6 separate regions of the Mus musculus genome follow, and all the other regions are linked to region 4. Evidence: chromatin contacts called from public promoter capture Hi-C data. All regions are on one chromosome and are shown on one strand. Each heading gives the region's core, a stretch centred on a gene start, on an enhancer-like site or on the middle of the called end of the contact. The rest is flanking DNA. Distances are from core to core; before and after follow the strand shown.

Region 1 (2,974 bases), core at 213-2,712, 860 kb after region 4:
CACTGAAAGTGGACCAGTGTTGACAGATGGGACTGCCTGGCCTCTGTGCTTCTCTGTAGTGAGACGAGGGTTTGGGGCTATAGCTTGTGCCCTACTTTACCCAGATCCTCCATCACCAAGGCTATCAAAGCCTACCCAAGGGTCACATTCGGAGCATTTGTGCTTTGTGCCTTCCAGTAATCTTTCTGATCCTGTGATTCATAGAACGACCTTCTAACTCGGGTTACATATGAATTACCAGAGAGGTCTAGTCAAAACACAGATCGCCTGCTCTAGCCCCGTGACTTCTGATCCAGCAAGTCTCAGTGACACTGGGTGGTTTGCCTTTCTGACAACTTTCCAGATGCTGCTGGGCCTGGGGACAAGGCTTGGAGAATCAGTGGCTTGGGCGTTCTCCGCGCAACCCACCGCACGGCAGTCACTTGCCAGCTTAAGTCCTTTTATGGTTTCCCCCTGTCTACAGGACAAAGTCCAGGCGTCTTGGCAAGACACTTGAGTCTCTTTCGCTCTGGCCTTGAACTGTTTTTCTCCATCCATGCTTTGGGATTCAGCTGGCTTCTCAGCCCTTTGCTGCAGGATGACTTGTTTGCACATTATCAACAGGCCCTGTGCCTTCTGGGAAGGGCAGGAGGAGGGTGGTAGGAGAGAAAGACGCCATCAAAATTTCCCTGGGCTCCTCAACTCAGATAGTTCACAACGGTGCTGTTCCTTTTCCTAAGTCTATACAGACTGCAGGCACAGCGCTCACTGAGTTCTGGTCATTTTCTCCTTCCTGAGTTCTATCAGGCCAGTGGATTGTAGTGACCTGGGATGCTCCAAGCAAGCTTCACCATCCCTTTTGGGTTCCTGGAACTCAGATGGATCATAGCTCTGTGGACAGTGTCTTTATTATCTTCTCAATCAAGTCTCCCCTCTTCTCTTGCTGCTGAGACTCTGGCTGGCTGGAATTTTCATTTACTTCCCAGTCTCGTTTGCACTAACCTTCCAGCTCCGTCACACACTGGTCACATGTCTCCCAAACACCAGGAAGTTCATAAGCCACGCCCTTTTATCTTTCCTGATGTGAAACTCTTCCCTCCATGTTTTAAGACGCAGATCAAATGTCAGTTACTTTGTAACTTGCCCACTTCCCATCCAAACATGCCCCTTGTTTCTGGTACCTCCATACAATCTACTGAGAAATATCACATGCACCTTAAACTATGTGAGTTTAAAGTGGCTTTCAGTTACACAGATATCACGGTGATGCACTTGATAGATCCCATTCCCGTTAGCAATCTCTGCTGACTCTCCATCCCTAACACCCTGACAGCAACCTCTAGCCTACTTTGATCTCTGGGCTTTGGCGCTTGTAGACATTTAACAAAAAAGAGAAACCTTACAGTACATGGCATATCGTGACGGGCTTTGTTTATTCAGCATCGTATTTTCAGGGCCTTCCTTTCATGCTGTGGCAAGTTTCAACACTTTAGATATTCAGCCATGTGTTTACCCACTCCCGAGGTGATAGACAGTATGGTGGTTTCCACTTTGGGGCTATAAAACAACGTTGGTATAAACACTTGTGTACAGTTTTGTCTAGACAGATGTTTTCATTGATTTTGTGTAAATACCTAGGAGTGGAATTTCTGGGTCGGATAGCAGCTCTGTTTCGATGTTTGAAGAACTGCCCCAGCTCCCCAGAGCGCCTGTACCAGTTTCCCCTCCCTCCTGACTCCAGCAGTGTACAAAAGCGCCAGTGTTTCCGCATCCTGCCCAACAGTTGTTATTGTCTGTTTCTAAAATTAGAGCGATGCTACTCTGTGTCATGGGGTATTGCATTATGGTTTTCATTCCCAGTTCCTTAATGACCCGGGGAGGTCAAACATCTTTCCATGTGTTTCTTGGCCGTTTGTACGTCTTCTCTGAAGAAATGTCTGCTCAAGGATTCTTTGCCTATTCCAGATATCAATCCCTTGTCAGAGTCACACGATTTGCAAGTCCTTTCCTATAGTCACATGGGTTGTAATTTCACTTTCTTGATGACATCCTTTAAAGTACAAAGATATTTAATTTCAACAGAGTCTAACCTATTTTTTCCTTTGGTTGCTTGTGTTCTTGTTGTAGCAACTAAGAAACCCTGCTTAACACAAGGCGTTTTCCTTCTAGGGTGCCATAACAAACTACTGGAGGATGGAGGACTTAAGGAACACAGAAAAAAATCCCCCTCAGTTCTGGAGGCAAGGTCAAGATGCCAGCAGGGCTGGGTTTTGATATGACCCTACTCTGTTCTCACACAGCCAAAGTGTGTTAACCAGAAAGGGATATCTATGGGGGCTTTCTCTTATAGACGCCGTTGCTTTCAGCTAAGGACCCTACCCTATAGGCTCCTTTGATCTTATTTATTTACTTAAAGGGTCTACTCTAAATTCAGCAGAGAGGGAATTAAAGCTTCGTGGTGATTAATGTTATCAACTTGATAGCTTTTAGGTTCCTGTAAGACAAAAGACTCCCGCACAGGTGTGAGAAGTTATCTAGGACAGGTTGCTCTCTGAGCGTGCCCCTTGTGAATTATCTTGATCAGGTTGATTGACGCTGGAGGAGAGATACCATTCCTTGGGCTGAGACTATAGAGGGAGTTTTAAAGTAACATAAAGCAATGAAGACTTACTTCTGTGCCATCTGAGAGGTTTGTAGTTTAAGACATTAAGCTCTCTGGCCACTTTTCAGCTAGTTTTTGCTATAAGACAGAATTTTATTCTTTGCTTGTAAATATGCATTTGTTCCCGTATCATTTGGTGAAATGACTTTTTTTGTTTGTTTGTTTTTGCAGTATGTAGCCCTGGCTGTCCTGAAATTTGCTATGTAGACCAGGCTGGCCCTCAACTCATAGAGACCCACCTGCCTTATTAATGCTGAGATCAAAGGGATGCAGTTCTGCTCTGAGCAGATGGTGATTCTTGAAAGAACTTGGCACCTTTGTTGACAACTGAAC
Region 2 (2,873 bases), core at 92-2,591, 840 kb before region 4:
CTCTTCTTAATTTGATTGACCCACAGCATCCCATGTAGCATCTCCTCTCCTGATTCTCTCTGGGGCTGGGAAGTTTATGTTAGAAGATGATGTGCCAGAAGGTGTGGCCAGGGAATAATATCATCTTTGGCTTGCTCATGTATACTTTGGTCCCGGAAAAGTATACTTAGAAGATTCTAATGAGTCACCAAGGTGGTGCTGACATGTAGAACAATATTTTTCATGCTCTTCAGATGAATAACTACACAGTGCCTCCGAGCGGGGCCCCACAAATACCCGTGGGTCAGAGCAAGTGAGTGAGTATGAGAACTCCATAGACTCAATCCACCCACTTGTGCCACACTAGCGTGGTGCCATTGCAGGCTGCAACTTTGATAGCATCTTGAAGGGGACTGTCAGATGTAAGTAAGATACGTTACATATCCATTCACAATCTATGAATTAAAAACATTCCCACTTCTAAGATTATATTTGTTTCTTCCAAGAACCTTCATAAGAGTATGTTGTTTAGCCTTACCTGTTTTTACAAACTAACCCAGAAAAGGGAATCTTTCATTTCTGATGCTATGCTAGCACCTACTCATATGCTGATAGAGCTCTTCTCTCTCTCTCTCTCTCTCTCTCTCTCTCTCTCTCTCTCTCTCTCTCTCAAAGCAATTTCAAGGCATTTATGAATATTATAATGTGCCCAATAGTCTATTCCTAGAGCCATAGTTATGGGAGGCAGTAGTCTGTGTGCCAGGGTCCATGTCACACTACCTCAGCATCTCAAGTGCCTTCCCGGATTCATTTCGGGTTAAGGGTGCTCAGAGGGCTGCCCTAATGGCGTCTTGTGTTTCGTCTCCTATGGGCAAGAAGCTGTTGCCAGGATCCAGGATACAGGCTGGATTTCCCAAGCCCACGATGCAGGGACCAGGGCAACACAGGACTAGATGGAAGCTTTGCTTCCCAGTAGAAAGTTCAGAGGAACAAGGAAGCACACATGCCACCACAAGCTTGTGTGGCATACATCCTTCTGTTCGCCTCCACCCCCCCAAAAAAAATGCTATTTCACAAGCCACACGCTCCTTGTCAGGACTCAGCTCAAAACAAGAGCCAGTGCAAAGCCACTGAAAAGAGAGGAGAGTGCTCCTACTAGAGAGTGGGTACTTCTTGCTGTCAAGGGTGCTTTTTGATGCAGAAGGTTTGATTAAATTACAGAATGGTAGCTCAGAAGCTTCTGATAATGGGCGAATCCCCTCTTGAGTTGATCTCCTGAAAGGAAAGATCTGGTGGCAGCCACAGCCTTAGCATGGGGTTAGGCAATCCCATGTGTCCTGCCAGTTCACTATGTACAGATTGATGACCTGGCAGAGGAGATACTTCAGCTAGTAAAGGGCCTGCCATGCATCCAGGAGGATCTGTTCGAGCCCCAGAGTCAACATAAAACAGCTCAGTGGTGTCAGATGCTTGTAATCGCAGCACCGGGGAGGCGGAGATAGGACTGTCTCTGGGGCTTTCTAGCTGGCTATGGTGGTGCATGTCCTTAGGAATTACTGAGGGAGGCAGAGACAGAAGGATCACAAGTTCAAGGCCAGTGTGGTGTTATCTGACCAGACAGTTTAACTGATTCAGATTCACAGAGCCCCAGGTCTCTATAAGATTATTCTGTCTCAATTTAAAAAAAAAAGGCAGCTCCTGAGGTGTAATATCCAAGGCTGTCTTCTGGTCTCCACATGTACATAGGCACACATATGTATGCACTCTCCCATACAAATGTGTACACACAGACATGTAGAGAAAACCCCTTCTGAGCATGGCTAGGAGCTTGCTTCAAGGGCTAGAGCAGAGGAATAAATGTGGGAACTGCTTTACAGAGGGGCTCAAAGCTAACTCCCACAGTTAGCTTGGTCCACCATAGCCTGGACCTCCGGGTGTGTGCAACAGGGAGGACAATATACCTCCACCACCTCCTCCACCCCAAATCCATAGCCTCAGTCTAATTATGAAAAAAAGACAAGAACAATGAAGCTTCCATTGAGAGCTATTCTACAAAACATCCAACCCAACAATTCTTGGTCGTCAAACAAAGTCTGAGGAATGTTGACTTAGTCAAGAGGATCCAAAGAAGAAGTAATGGCAGACGTAGATTCCTGAAAGAAAGAAATAAAAACATTGCTAGTGAAATACATGTTGTGACATTGTAGTTGTAACAAATGTGCCGTTGTGATTTAAGAGAATAACGAGTTTCTGTTCTGTCTTCACGTATGTCTGTAGACCTAGAATTATTCTAAAATAAAGTTTAATCGGGAGCTGAAGCGTGATCTCTCACCATACACTGCTTGCATTATTTTGAGTTATGAACTGTGTGAATGCATTCGAGTGTGTGTGTGTGTGCAAGATGCAAGTGTGTGTGTGTGTGTGTGTGTGTGTGTGTGTGTGAGAGAGAGAGAGAGAGAGAGAGAGTGTGTGTGTGTCTCCTGGGACTGTAGCCTGCTTCAACATGTTGAAAGAGAACAGTGACAAGTGGGATGCTTATTAAGCAAAATGTTAATTTTTAAAAGTATAGCTTGCATACCAAATGAGGGCCAGACATGTGGGGATAAGGTTGCCAGTTGCAAATGTGCTCCCCCACAAGGAGCTATTTGTGGCAGCCTGTCTGGACTGCTGGGCTGTGAGTGTGAAGTTTTGAAAAAGCAATTTGGCTCTGAGGGGCCTCCCGAGAGTTAGCTCTCTTGCAAGCTTCTGGCCCTTCCTTTCTGGGTGCTTAGTTTCCATGACTGTTTAATAGCAAGCAGTGCCTCTCATTCACTCTGCTGCAAAGACACGGTGTCAGACAGGAAGGGAGGGTTGTATATTATAGATCTGAGCCCTAATAAATAAATTCAGAGGCC
Region 3 (2,955 bases), core at 431-2,930, 620 kb before region 4:
TCACCTAAATCCAAGGATACCCGTGTTAGCCATCACATACGCCAAACCAAGGATGCCGCTTCCCATGATGGCGTTCATCACGTTAAAGACGGAGAGACCAAAGGAAGCACCGGAGGATCCCTGCCTGTGAGGTTCCTGGAAACACACCATTTACCCACATTAAATGCCTGAGGAAGGAAGTTAAAGTGTGCTGAGCCATTCTACACACTTGAGGAATCGTGTGAACACTAATTAACCAGGACGTGGCTAGTTCTTTCGCCCATGTAACACAGGCTAGTCTCATTGGAGAAGAGGGGATCTCAATTGGGAGAATGCCCTAAAGAGACTGGCCAAGACACGGCCTGTTTTAGGTGGGGGCATCCCTGAGCAGGCAGGCCTTCCTGGGGATGAAGGAGAGCAAACTGAGCAAGCCAGTAGGGGCAAGTCAATATTTCCTCCGGGTCTCCCGTTTCAGTTTCTGCCTCCAGATTCCTGCCCTGACTTTCCTTCAAGACGGACTGTAGCTGTAAGATGAAATAAGCCCTTCCCTTCCCAAGTTGCTTTCCGTCATAGGAGTTATTACCCCAAGGAAAAGCACATTTGGACATAACACTTGTTCCTTTCCCTCCGTTCTGACCTATTGGTGCAACTCAAGGAAACGAGTCTTCCAGGAAAATTACTTCCTCCCATGCAGGGCCCAGCTGGCTTCAGTGGGAGCCACAGCCTTGTGACTTCAAGAGATCAAGATAGGGTGGAGACAGAGGAGGAACGGGCCTCAGTCACGTGCTTCCTGAAGAATCCCAGTGTCAGCATGGAACTTCTGTCCCTAACTCTTCTTCCTCAAGTACGAGGACCGCAATAAACTAACCTTTTGTTTATATGCCTAATGAATTAAGTCGATTAGCAGGAATATCTTACAGGGACAACATAAACCAAACCATCAGCTGTTACAGTCCAGGGATTCATAAAAAGTGGAGTGGCAGGACTGGAAAGCAGCTCTGAGTTAGGGAGTTTTTCTAGCATGCCCAAGGCCCTCCTAGGCTGGACATTCAAGACCGAAGAGGCTCCGGGGCCCCCGGGCACACACAGCCCACTACACCGGCTTTAGGTTAAGGACGAGCAATGTGCACATTACCAGAGACCTCTCCTCATCTTCACTTACAGGGACTTGAGTATTAAAGTGCCTATAGCTCATCTTTCCCTTGGCCCCATGATTAAATCCAGAAAAGAAACATCGTGTGATGTTCTTGCAAGACCTCACAAGGCTAGAGGAGACAGAGGCGACAATGACACAAAGCAATGGTGAGTCACAAAACCGAGGCTCATCCCGCTGGTGTTCCAAGCCTCTCACTATTGACTGAGTGCTCCATGCTGCTGCCACATTCCAAACTCGCCTGGGGTCAGTGGTTCGGGCCCCACCCCAGGGTCAGTCCCCTGCAGTCCAAGGCTCCTCTTGCAAGCCCTGAAAGATACCGAAGCGCACAGGAACCCAGCGCAGCCAGTAAAGCCCACTTACGTTGCTTAGCAACGGACTCCACTCGTCTGCAGCCACCGCCTCCTCTGGCTGCTGGGCAGAGACGTACCAGCCTGGCTCCGCTTGGATGCTGTGCCGGGACGCCTGCATGGTGCTCCGCGACCGACTGCTAAGTAAATCACGGAGCCGCTTCCCCTAACCCCAAGCGCCCCGGCTGAGCGGCTTCAGAGGCGGAGCTACGGGCTTGGCCCTTCCGGGCTCTCGTAGCAAATCGCGGGCCCGGAAGAGAGGTGCGAGTCCACAGGGTCGGACTCTACGCTGCCTTCGCGGCCAGCAGTGATGACGTCACCAGCCTCCGACGCCCTATTTCCGAGCTGCACCAGAGCATGAGGTGAGGGGTTCGGGTCTGAAGCCGGCCTCGGGTGACGCTGGCCCTGGAAAGGTGCAGCTGGTGAGGGGGCAGTAGTGTCCCGGGTGATGTAGAAAACCTGACGGTACCGCGGCGGGACTCGTGCTCTTCTTTCTTGCCCAATGAGCGCAAAAAGGCCACCAGGTCATTCATCTCCTTGTCCACCGGCCGCTAAGCCGAGGCCGGAGCCCTTGGGTAGGGGGCTGGTCAAATGCATGGTGAGGGCTGATGCACCCAGTGGTAGGATTGGATAGCATGAGAAGTGCCGGGATTAGGTTCCCATTACCACAAAAATCTTTTCATAGTTTAAACCACATATTACAGATGGAAAACGGACGCCTACATTTACTTCAAACAACACAGTAAAGCCTTGTCAAAATACTGAAGCTTTTAGTTATAGGCATGGCATATGGCAGTACACTATGATAGACATCCTAACAGTATACTAAGGTCATATGGGAAGGGACAAATCTCATGTATCCAGACCAACCTGGAGGATGACTTTAATTTCTGATCTGCTTTCTGAGTGCCTGCACCACTGTGCCCAGGCTATGTAGTGCTGAAAGCCCATGAATTTGCTTGTGCTTGCTAGGTACACTTCTAGCTAAACTGTATCCCCAGCTTTCAGGTCATTTTTAACCAAGCTTTTGTTTTTTTTTTTGTTTGTTTGTTTGTTTGTTTGTTTTTGAGGTCTGGTCTCAAATGCATCCCAGGCTGGCCTTGAACTTTTAATCCTCCTATTTCCTCATGCTGAGATTACAGGTAGGCACCACCATGCCTGATATTATGTGCTGTTAGGGATGACCCCAGGACCTCATGCGTGCTAGGCAAGCTTTCTACCAGTGAGCTACATTTTAAGACCTTAATGAACGTTTAAGCCTTGCCAAGCCACTTAGCAGCCACATAACTTTGGGTGATTAACTTACCCCTTAGCTTACAAACTTCATAACACAGCTTCTGATACAACAGCCCGTTGAATAAATAAAATAAGATCTCCTAAGAATATCCCAGTAAGTATTACCATTGGTGGCATCACATATAGTGATCATTTCATTTAGAGATGACCCTTAACTCAAATTTCATACTTCCTATT
Region 4 (2,962 bases), core at 339-2,838:
TCTGAAAGTATGTTTGTGCACCATGTGAGTGCCTGATGCCCTCGGAGGTCAGAGATGGGAAATGGATCCCCTGGGACAAGAGTTACCAACAGATGTGAGCTGCCATGTGGGTGTGGAAATTGAACCCAGGTTCTCTGCAAGAGCAACAAGTGCCTCTAACAGCAGAGCCACCTCTCCAGCTCCAGTACGGAAAAACACTCTAAAGCTCTGCCTTGGCACTTCGACACTCAGCACCCACCCGGGTCTAATCCCTAGGGGTGGACAGGAAGAGATCATAGCTTCCTGCCAGTCTCCCAAGCCCAATGTCCCAGTCTCAGATCCCTCATCCCCACAGCTTGGGGTTGTGACCCATCGGAACACTAGATCCACTGCAGTCCTGTCCTTTTACAGAAGGGGAAACATTTGGGATAAGATTCATCATGAGACTCTGTGTGGTATTTTAAGACATCTTATTACAAAAGTAATGTGCTACAAAATAAAAATAAAATTCACATGGCCCAGGTGATACGTCAATTAGAGCAATTCTTGACCAATATTATTCCAAATGGCAGTCCAAAAGTTTAGCTAACTGACATGCACCTTGAACTATACCACAGCAATTTCTGATTAACACTAGTTCAAATATTTCCTGCATAGATCACTCTAAAGATGCAAAATATAGACCTTTGTAAACCTTTTCTCACTGCAATGAAAAAAGTGACAATTCAGCTGGGCGTGGTGGCGCACACCTTTAATCCCAGCACTTGGGAGGCAGAGGCAGGCGGATTTCTGAGTTTGAGGCCAGCCTGGTCTACAAAGTAGAAACAGAGAAACCCTGTCTCGGAAAAAAAAAAGTGACAATTTATAAAAACAATACTAACAAACACAGAAGAAAGAACAGAGCAATTAGTGTGCACAGAGGCCTTTCCATATTCAAATGCTGTCAAATGATAATGGCATCATTTACAAACGGTGGCAGGAGGACACCAACCTGAGTGTTTTTAGCTCCTGGAACTTAGCAACAGTTGCCTTCTAGCCCAGTTAGTTTTATGTTCTGATTACTCTGGGCCATGATAGCCAACTTTTGGCCAAATATGAGTATCATTTGTAATGTTTTTCTAAATATAAGCGGCCAGTCCACGAGGGCAACCCAGTTCAAGTGCTGAGTTACTTCGGTATGCTTATCTCAGTCCACAAGCTTAAAGTGAAAGGAAAACAGATTAGGAAGAGTGAGTGAGGGTTTGGCTCAGCTTTTGGGAGCTTGCCCAGCGCGAAGAAGGACCTGGGCACAATTCCCAGCGTGGAGCGGGGGATGGGGCCTCGGGGTCGGAGCGGGCAGTGATCAAAGTTTTGTTTTGTTTCTCGCCAAGGCACCACCAAAGCCCTGAAAAGTCGTCCTAAAAACAGCTGTTAAAGACTCCTTCATGCCCTCACAAATCTTGTTGACTGCTCTCCCAACAGCAGTTTCCCAAGATTCCATGCCTTCTATTGCAACACCCCGGCAGTCTTGCACGCAGTAGGGACGCGCAGAGACGCCGTGGTGCAGCCCGGGACACAGATGGAGCCCCACCTTCGGGGACTCGCTAGGCGGAGCCCCGGGTTGTGACCCGCCGCGTAGAGGGCGGGCGCCGACTGTCTTCCGCTTGCGGCAGAGTCGGGTAGGCAAGGGACAGCGATGAGCTGGGAGCTGCTGTTGTGGCTGCTGGCGCTGTGCGCGCTGATCCTGCCCCTTGTGCAGCTCTTGCGCTTTTTGCGGGCGGATGCGGACCTGACCTTGTTGTGGGCTGAATGGCAAGGGCGACGCCCAGGTGAGCATCCTCTACAGCCTGGGCTCTAAGGAAGATCAGGGCCGAGGTCCCTCCCAGCTGTTGCCAAGCTGAGCCTTGACCAAGGGCTGAGGGTCCGGGAGGAAGAGGCAGGGGCTAAACAGGCAGTACCCACTCTGTCGCTTGTCTTAATTCGAAAATGGCCCTGATTTGTTACCCAGACTAGGATAGAAAACGTCAAACCCCAAGAGAGCGCTGCAATTCTCTGATGCCTGCAAGACACAGACTTCTTCCGTAGGATCCCCGGACACTCTCAGGGAAGGCACCATGGAGAGCAGAGTGTGTCCCTTGCTTTCTAAGAGGCCGGAACATTCTTTGATCCTGCACTTTTTACTTTCCCGGAAGCACCCAAAGAAAATTTGGCCTGAATCACTTACTCACCTGCTCACTTGGTTAAAATTTTCGCAATAGAAAGCGCTGAGCTGGCTTTTTGCCAGGAGGGAGATCATTCTGTGTACAGTAAGGCACGTTTCGCCCGCTCCACTTCGATCTGCAGCTTGCGTGGTGTTTAATGTTCACTTAATACATGATTCACATGCTCCGATATATCAGTTCACAGATGCTGCTGGGTGTTATGTCACGTTGGCAGTGTGTTCAGCAGGCCACAGACAGCCTCTGACCTTTGGCGTTAACAATTCTGATGACATGGGCACTCTTCGTATTGTTTTTCAGTTAAAGACATTGACAGAGAAACTCAAAGCCTCCCTAGGTAGGCTTTTCTGATCCTTAAAGGACTAAGTGGGATTCCACTGTTCGTGGTGGAAAATACACAAAGCACCCGAACAAAAATGCTTTGAAGTAGCTGGTGGCTCAGAAGGTACTGCATTCAAAGTCAGCAGGGCAGGAGTAGGTGACAGCTGGATCTTGGATTTTATGTCCCTCCCAGATGTTGGCAGGCATCCTTGCTGTCTTTTCTCTGAAGCTGCATTGCCTTGGCTCAAACAGTTGCAGTACTGACAAATGCAACTGCACAGTGTGCTTGTGGATTCAGCGCTGCAAAACAGGAGAGGGCATGGCTGTGACTCGGAGACTGTCAGTGTTGAGGGCAAGAATCCTAAATACCCCATACATCTTTTAACTGTAACTCTCCACTGAGCACCATTGAGACAGATGGATGTATCTGTAAGCTCACGGTCAATAGCAGCCTGTGGATGTTG
Region 5 (2,848 bases), core at 117-2,616, 740 kb before region 4:
TGGAGGTCAGAGGAGAACTTTCATGAGTCAGGTTTTTTTTTTTTTCCACCGAGGGGATCCCACAGATCAATTCTGGTTGTCAGGCTTAGCCTCAAGCACCTTTGCCCAAGTCAGCCATCTTTCTAGTCCAATACTTCATCTCTCAATGCCACAGCAGAATGTCCCCAACTGGACAGACATCAAAAAGTGACTTACAGCCTGGTTAACCTGTGACTCCACAGGCTTTAGCTCAAGAACTGATAGCTGTGGCCAGGTAGGTGCCTTTCTCTTCATGACAAGTGACCAGATCTAGTGAGCCTTCATGCTGCATTGAAACATGTATTTATTGTGGTATTTCTACCTTGTACCCACTCATATTCTGGAATGCTACTTGCTTTATTCAAGCAACCTACATCTAACCTATGTTTAGAATGCTGTTTGTTTGTTTGTTTGTTTGTTTTGAGAGGTCTCTTCATGCAGCCCAGGTTGCCCTTGCGCTCACAGCAGTCTTCCTCGGTTGCCTGTTGAGGGATGGGATTAAAGGGTGTGAGCCGTCACACTCTGCCTGTTCAGTATTTTGATTGCTCTGCTAGTGCTCTGAATCTGTGGAGGCTGGAGCATCGTTTACTTCCTAAGCACAAGAACCTTGGCTAGTTCTCAGCTGTACCAGCCATGACGCGGCCTGCCTACGGCTTGGGACTTTCATCCTCAAAAGTCCAATAACAGTATATTCCTAGCGGGGTTTTGAGAGGTGTCAATGAATCATGTAAAGGACTTAGTCTAGTGCTTGAGGGCATAGATGCTCAAAAGTGGTGACATAGACTCCTTGCAACATTCTGTCCCTTGGAAAGGACAGCAGAGACTGCTCCCACAAACACTGCAGACCCATCTCTAACCCTCAAAAGTCCCCAGCCACCTAGCCTAAGGCTCTGGGGGGCTGCAGAGTCCAGGGCAACAGCAACTCCATGCAGCAGCCTGGATGCTCTGAGAAGCATGCCTGGCAGCCAAGGGTTTGCCAGCACCTCCTGCTGCTGGCTGCCACATTTGGAGCTGAAACCTAAGCATTGTGGCTTACATCATTGCCCTCTGGGCAGCATGGTGGGTGTGTGACACTGCCCACTCTTCCTCCTTGTCACCAGCATATGGCGAGATGGGAGGGGGACTGAACTCACAAGGGGGATGTCATGGTGTTTTCCGGTGTGCTCTCTATAGATGCTAGACTACACCTGTGTCCCAGTGCTTCCCAGGGCTTTGAGTGAGAGTGTCGTTGCCAAGGAATGTTGGCTACTGCAGCTAGCTAGATTGTGTGGCACTTCCCAGCCTCTCTCCTGCTCCATCTTGGCTGTGTTCCTGCCATTCTCATGCCAGAGGACATCACTGCCCTGATGTTGCACAAGGACAACATGGGGGCACAAGAGCGTTGGCTTGTTTCTCTTTTGAATTCCTGATTCAGAAAGCAATGGGTTCAGGGTCTTGGTGGATTGTGATTGATCTACTCCTGTGGAGAGAAACTCCAACCTCCTGGAGTCTCTTGCCAAGACATCAAGGTAAGATTTACGGAAAGGAAAGAGGAAATGAAGGAAGAAAAGAAGAAAGAAAGGAAGGGAGGGAGGGAGGGAGGGAGGGAGGGAGGAAAGAAGGAAGGAAAGAAGGAAGAAGAGTAGATGGTGGGTCAGATGAGAAAGGCTTGACTTTATTGCTATGACCTAGTCCTGTTCTAGCGGGAGAACATGATCCAGGTGAGAATCCTATGCCTAGCCTATGGTGCAGGCTATACAGAAATTGCTGAAGATGCCACAGTCAAAAGCCATCATCACTGACAACAGGTGCAGGGGGAGAGGGTAAGTGGAGCCTCCTCACCTTTGCCACCTCAAGCCAGGGTGCACACAGCACGAAGGGTCCCATATGTTCTATGAAGGGGCGGGAAGATGAACCGGGAGAAGGGTAAAAAACGACCTTGTCACTCTGGCTTCATGAATCTCTGGGAGGGAGACATCTCTTCTGCTGGTGACCCCGGTAGAGCCACCCAATGGTGAACCTGAGTATTGAGAGTCTCCAGGGCTCTACCCAATGGCGCAGTGCTAAAACCTTGGTTGCTTTTCTGGCAGTGGGGATACACACTGTCGCAAGGGCTAGGGGCTGTTGTCTGCCAGCTCGTGGCCACAGGCCCACGCTCCCTGAGGTGTGAGGGGGTGATGAACAGTGATAGATTGCTCTCTCTGGGATCTCTGCCCAGTGGCCTGGCACAGCTGGAATGTCCTTGGCCAGGTCTTTGTGAGCAGTCAGTCAGGAGATGGGTCGCATGATCAGACAGCTTGGGCTTGCTGGGGGATTTTTTTTTCTCCAGGTTTTAGAATCATCCAGGGTCATCTGAATGCCCTTGCAGCTCTTGTTAAATCCCTTAGGATCAGCTCTGAGTTCCAATTGTTCAGCTTGTGCTAAATTTGTTTAGCCTAAGTGGGCATACCCAAGGAGTAAATGTGTCAACGCTGCTGTATTCCCATCTGTCACGGAAGGGGAAGTGCACTCAGAAAAGGGGTAGCCGGTGTCCCTTGACCACCTTTCACGTGTTTCACCTTTCACACCCTTGGCCACCGTGAACTCACTCCCGGATGATGCACCTGCTCTGGACTATCCTCGTAGCAAACCTTTACTATGCAACGCCCCCTCCCTCCAAATCTGCCAAACTCAAGTGGCCTTACTCCTGCAAAGTGTTCCCTGAGACCTAGCTCGTTTTAAACACCGGAGAAACCACAGAAGCCTCGTTACTGCCCTATGGAACTCAAGTGGCCTTACTCCTGCAAAGTGTTCCCTGAGACCTAGCTCGTTTTAAACACCGGAGAAACCACAGAAGCCTCGTTACTGCCCT
Region 6 (2,700 bases), core at 192-2,691, 900 kb after region 4:
TACCCTGGTCACACCATCATTTGGCTTTGTTAAAACAGAGATTGGAGTGATTTCTTGACACTCGAGAATGGTGATGTGTGACTCATGGGACTTCCTCCGGAAACACAAGTGGGTTGTCCCACTAGTTCCTGCCAGAAGGTCCCAGCTTTCCGATGTACTCCAGGCACCTTCAATATGCTTACAGTCTTCCTAGATAGGATCTCAATGTGAAGTGAGGAGTAATGGTTTGGACCCAGAGCCAAGCATGTCTCTGCTTCTCTGAAGACAGCAGATGTGCCAGCCATCTTGGAGGCTCATTAGGAGGTCTCAGTTTGGGAGATATACAGCCAAGCGAATGATGGTTCGCTGCTAAGACTCAATGCCTGCCTGTGCACAGCCACTCACGGTTGTATGGGGGAATCTTTTATTAGAAATGTACTCCCATGACTGTATCTACCGCAAATTTCTAATGTCCCTCAATAAATCTCACATGTAGGCTTTAAATAACGATTCTTCCTTCTCTCCGTTCAAGCTGGAGAAGACTGTGTCAGCACTGAGGGACCGAACACTATTATTATTTCTGCCGTCCTCAAATCCTTATTATTTTCCAACATCTCAAATCAAATGCTGCGCTAATTTCCACAATACCCATTTTATTAGTTAAACAAATAAACCTGTAGTAGCAATACCATTAATAAATTAGCAAAATCCATCTGTAAGTGCATCCATTATGTTAAGTTTATGTTGCTCCTTATTTATAATAATATTGCCCTTCTCTGAACTATTTTACTCCACTAAAGGCATTAAACAATTCACTTTTAAAATTTATGGAAAAAAGATGGCTGGAATCCTGGTAATGTAATCCTTTGAAGTTTTATTTATTTATTTATTTATTTATTTATTTTGGAATACAGTTTGGAGAAAGCAAGAATTTTCTTTTCCTCTGCGAGAGGGCAAGGCTGTTGGTAGTTCAGTCCCTTCCCTTCGCCAGCCTTCAAGTCTAGCTCACGTTTCCATGCCCAAAGCATCATAAATAACCAATGAAGTAAAAGACTGTGTCTAAACACTAGGAGTCAATTTCCATAAACGCTCATGTTAAAAAATGCATGACTGGTGTGCTACAGTGTGGACGTGTTTCTCCCTCACCAGCATCAACCTCTGTGCCCTCAGGAATAAGTAAAAGGATCTCAAACCAAGAAGGTGGAGAGGAGCGAGTAGTAGGTGTTAACTGACCACTGCCCTCTGACCTGTAAACACAGTAAAATGGTAGGAAGCTAAACAACCCCGCCCCCACCCTCCGCCCCCACCCCTCACCCTTCACCCCCCACCAACGCCCATGACTCTGTTTCCACAATGGGTGACACAGCAGTGGCCGCCTCCATGACTCTCCGAAGCCAGAGAATACATATGTGGTGCTCACGCAGTGCTTTGGGCTTAAGCTACTGAACAAGAGCCTCTGCTTAGTAGAGAAAAAGACTTAGAGCAGCCACTGACTGTCATTACTGCTGCTGCTGTCCAAGAAAGCTGAGAATGGTAGAGAATAATTTCTGTTCTTTCTCACAATGCCTTAGTAAGTTCTATGTACGTTATTAGTTATTATTCGTAAGTTAGAATGTTGGTTTTATGAATACAGTTTTTGTCGTGTGTACCCAAGTTTTCTTAAGGTCCTAGGACCTTTGCTTTCCTGTGCAGAGCTTCCAGCAGGAAATTTTGCCTGGTTGGTCTGCTTTTAAACGAAAACCAGTATTCTTGTCGGCGTTTGCATTTTAAGGATTTTTACGGGCAAAATGCTCAACAGAGCCGTGCTACACTCTTCATTAGAAGAGGGAAGAGTAGAGAATGTCAAAAACAATAAACTCACGGAGTTTTGAGTCTCCGCTTCAAGCTTCAAGTTCCAGGCAACCTTTGAGACGTTTCGAAGCACAACACCGCCACCTTCTGGTAGCGTCTTGCCATCGTTCTCTCTGCCAGTTGATGGGGGCTCTCTTCCATCCATAATTTGTGTTTTCTGTTAGGACAGATCTAATTTGATTTGTAGCCTTGAAAACTTTAGGTAAAGTCTAGACAATGTCTTAGTTAATTTGAATTAAGATCAAAGAGTCTGAAAACAGAGGGCTTTTAACTGGTTCTGTTGTCGGAGAGGGACGTGATTTTGGTATCAGCGATCTTACCCGAGGCATTCTGTGCCGTTGTTTTTCAAATCTATTACAGGTAAGACTCTATTTCTTGTATCCCAGGCAGGCCTGGAACGCACTGTGTGGCTGAGGATGACCTTGAACTTCGGATTCTTCTGCTTCCTCTTTTTTTTAAGCTAGGGATTAAGCTGCAGCTATGTGTATACCAGGCAAGCACTGTACAGCTGAGAGGCATCTCCGGTCCACTTTCCTAGAGCATTGCAAACATTTTAAACATCACTTGTGTCCTAGGAGGTGGTGAGACTGAGAGGGTTTGCCCCTCACTGCTCCACACTGACCACAGTCAGCCTGCTACATCTCCTGGCCAAGTGAGTCACAGGGGAGATTGGCTAATGGGGTTTTCCTTTTCTGTCCAGTAGAGGAAAAGACGGCAGTGTAGAGGAAGGTGGTCCCAGCTCTGCTCTTACAAAAGACCAGGAGCCCCAAAAGATGGTGAATTGTAGTGAGAGTTTTGGTTTCTTAAAAAAAAAAATACAGTTCTTTATGTGAATATATATTTTTTATTTAATTCTCAAGCGTGGGATAT

Evidence for each region. Promoter capture Hi-C pulls out the DNA fragments that hold promoters and counts their contacts. Capture Hi-C pulls out chosen DNA fragments and counts their contacts.
Region 1: a contact with region 4 is called in a promoter capture Hi-C map of liver, with 2.3 times the contacts expected there. The contact joins the enhancer-like site here to the promoter of Dhrs7 in region 4. A contact is called at or near these places in 5 of 39 promoter capture datasets (the 3T3-L1 cell line, liver, pre-B cells and 1 more).
Region 2: a contact with region 4 is called in a promoter capture Hi-C map of 3T3-L1-derived adipocytes, with 3 times the contacts expected there. The contact joins the enhancer-like site here to the promoter of Dhrs7 in region 4. A contact is called at or near these places in 5 of 39 promoter capture datasets (the 3T3-L1 cell line, 3T3-L1-derived adipocytes, the HPC-7 cell line and 2 more).
Region 3: a contact with region 4 is called in a promoter capture Hi-C map of liver. The contact joins the promoter of Slc38a6 here to the promoter of Dhrs7 in region 4. A contact is called at or near these places in 4 of 39 promoter capture datasets (3T3-L1-derived adipocytes, liver and stem cell-derived epiblast-like cells), 1 of 484 Hi-C or Micro-C datasets (natural killer cells), 2 of 115 datasets of contacts at active chromatin or transcription factors (extraembryonic endoderm stem cells and pancreatic cancer cells) and 2 of 9 other capture datasets (adipose tissue and liver).
Region 5: a contact with region 4 is called in a promoter capture Hi-C map of liver, with 2.3 times the contacts expected there. The contact joins the promoter of D830013O20Rik here to the promoter of Dhrs7 in region 4. A contact is called at or near these places in 2 of 39 promoter capture datasets (liver and pre-B cells) and 1 of 115 datasets of contacts at active chromatin or transcription factors (cardiomyocytes).
Region 6: a contact with region 4 is called in a promoter capture Hi-C map of liver, with 2.7 times the contacts expected there. The contact joins the enhancer-like site here to the promoter of Dhrs7 in region 4. A contact is called at or near these places in 11 of 39 promoter capture datasets (the 3T3-L1 cell line, cranial neural crest, embryonic stem cells and 7 more), 3 of 15 datasets of contacts at CTCF or cohesin (embryonic stem cells, large pre-B cells and stem cell-derived epiblast-like cells), 4 of 484 Hi-C or Micro-C datasets (cranial neural crest, embryonic stem cells, palatal mesenchyme and 1 more) and 2 of 115 datasets of contacts at active chromatin or transcription factors (large pre-B cells and microglia).

The regions. Positions count from the first base shown.
Region 1 is chr12:71,806,284-71,809,257 of GRCm38.p6, reverse strand. No RefSeq gene overlaps it. Among named protein-coding and RNA genes, the nearest start is that of Daam1, 23 kb to the left of the region's middle. Within about 2 kb of position 1,462, at least 27 of the 459 cell types and tissues checked have an H3K27ac peak or open chromatin away from gene starts, as enhancers often do. A contact at or near this core is called in liver, where this site is marked.
Region 2 is chr12:73,500,974-73,503,846 of GRCm38.p6, reverse strand. It overlaps Gm34080 (a long non-coding RNA gene), which reads right to left. Exons shown (of 4, transcript XR_381684.3): 4 at 684-2,132. The region is part of intron 2 of Gm34016 (a long non-coding RNA gene); the gene reads left to right. Among named protein-coding and RNA genes, the nearest start is that of Gm34016, 6.9 kb to the left of the region's middle. Within about 2 kb of position 1,341, at least 12 of the 459 cell types and tissues checked have an H3K27ac peak or open chromatin away from gene starts, as enhancers often do. A contact at or near this core is called in 3T3-L1-derived adipocytes, where this site is marked.
Region 3 is chr12:73,285,573-73,288,527 of GRCm38.p6, reverse strand. Slc38a6 (solute carrier family 38, member 6) reads right to left here and starts at 1,680. Exons shown (of 16, transcript NM_001037717.3): 1 at 1,496-1,680; 2 at 5-135. The coding sequence starts at 1,603. It overlaps Trmt5 (TRM5 tRNA methyltransferase 5), which reads left to right and starts at 1,817. Exons shown (of 5, transcript NM_029580.3): 1 at 1,817-1,844. The coding sequence starts at 1,840.
Region 4 is chr12:72,663,454-72,666,415 of GRCm38.p6, reverse strand. Dhrs7 (dehydrogenase/reductase (SDR family) member 7) reads left to right here and starts at 1,588. Exons shown (of 7, transcript NM_025522.5): 1 at 1,588-1,787. The coding sequence starts at 1,655.
Region 5 is chr12:73,408,081-73,410,928 of GRCm38.p6, reverse strand. It overlaps D830013O20Rik (RIKEN cDNA D830013O20 gene), which reads left to right and starts at 1,366. Exons shown (of 4, transcript NR_046013.1): 1 at 1,366-1,526.
Region 6 is chr12:71,767,837-71,770,536 of GRCm38.p6, reverse strand. No RefSeq gene overlaps it. Among named protein-coding and RNA genes, the nearest start is that of Daam1, 62 kb to the left of the region's middle. Within about 2 kb of position 1,441, at least 16 of the 459 cell types and tissues checked have an H3K27ac peak or open chromatin away from gene starts, as enhancers often do. A contact at or near this core is called in liver, where this site is marked.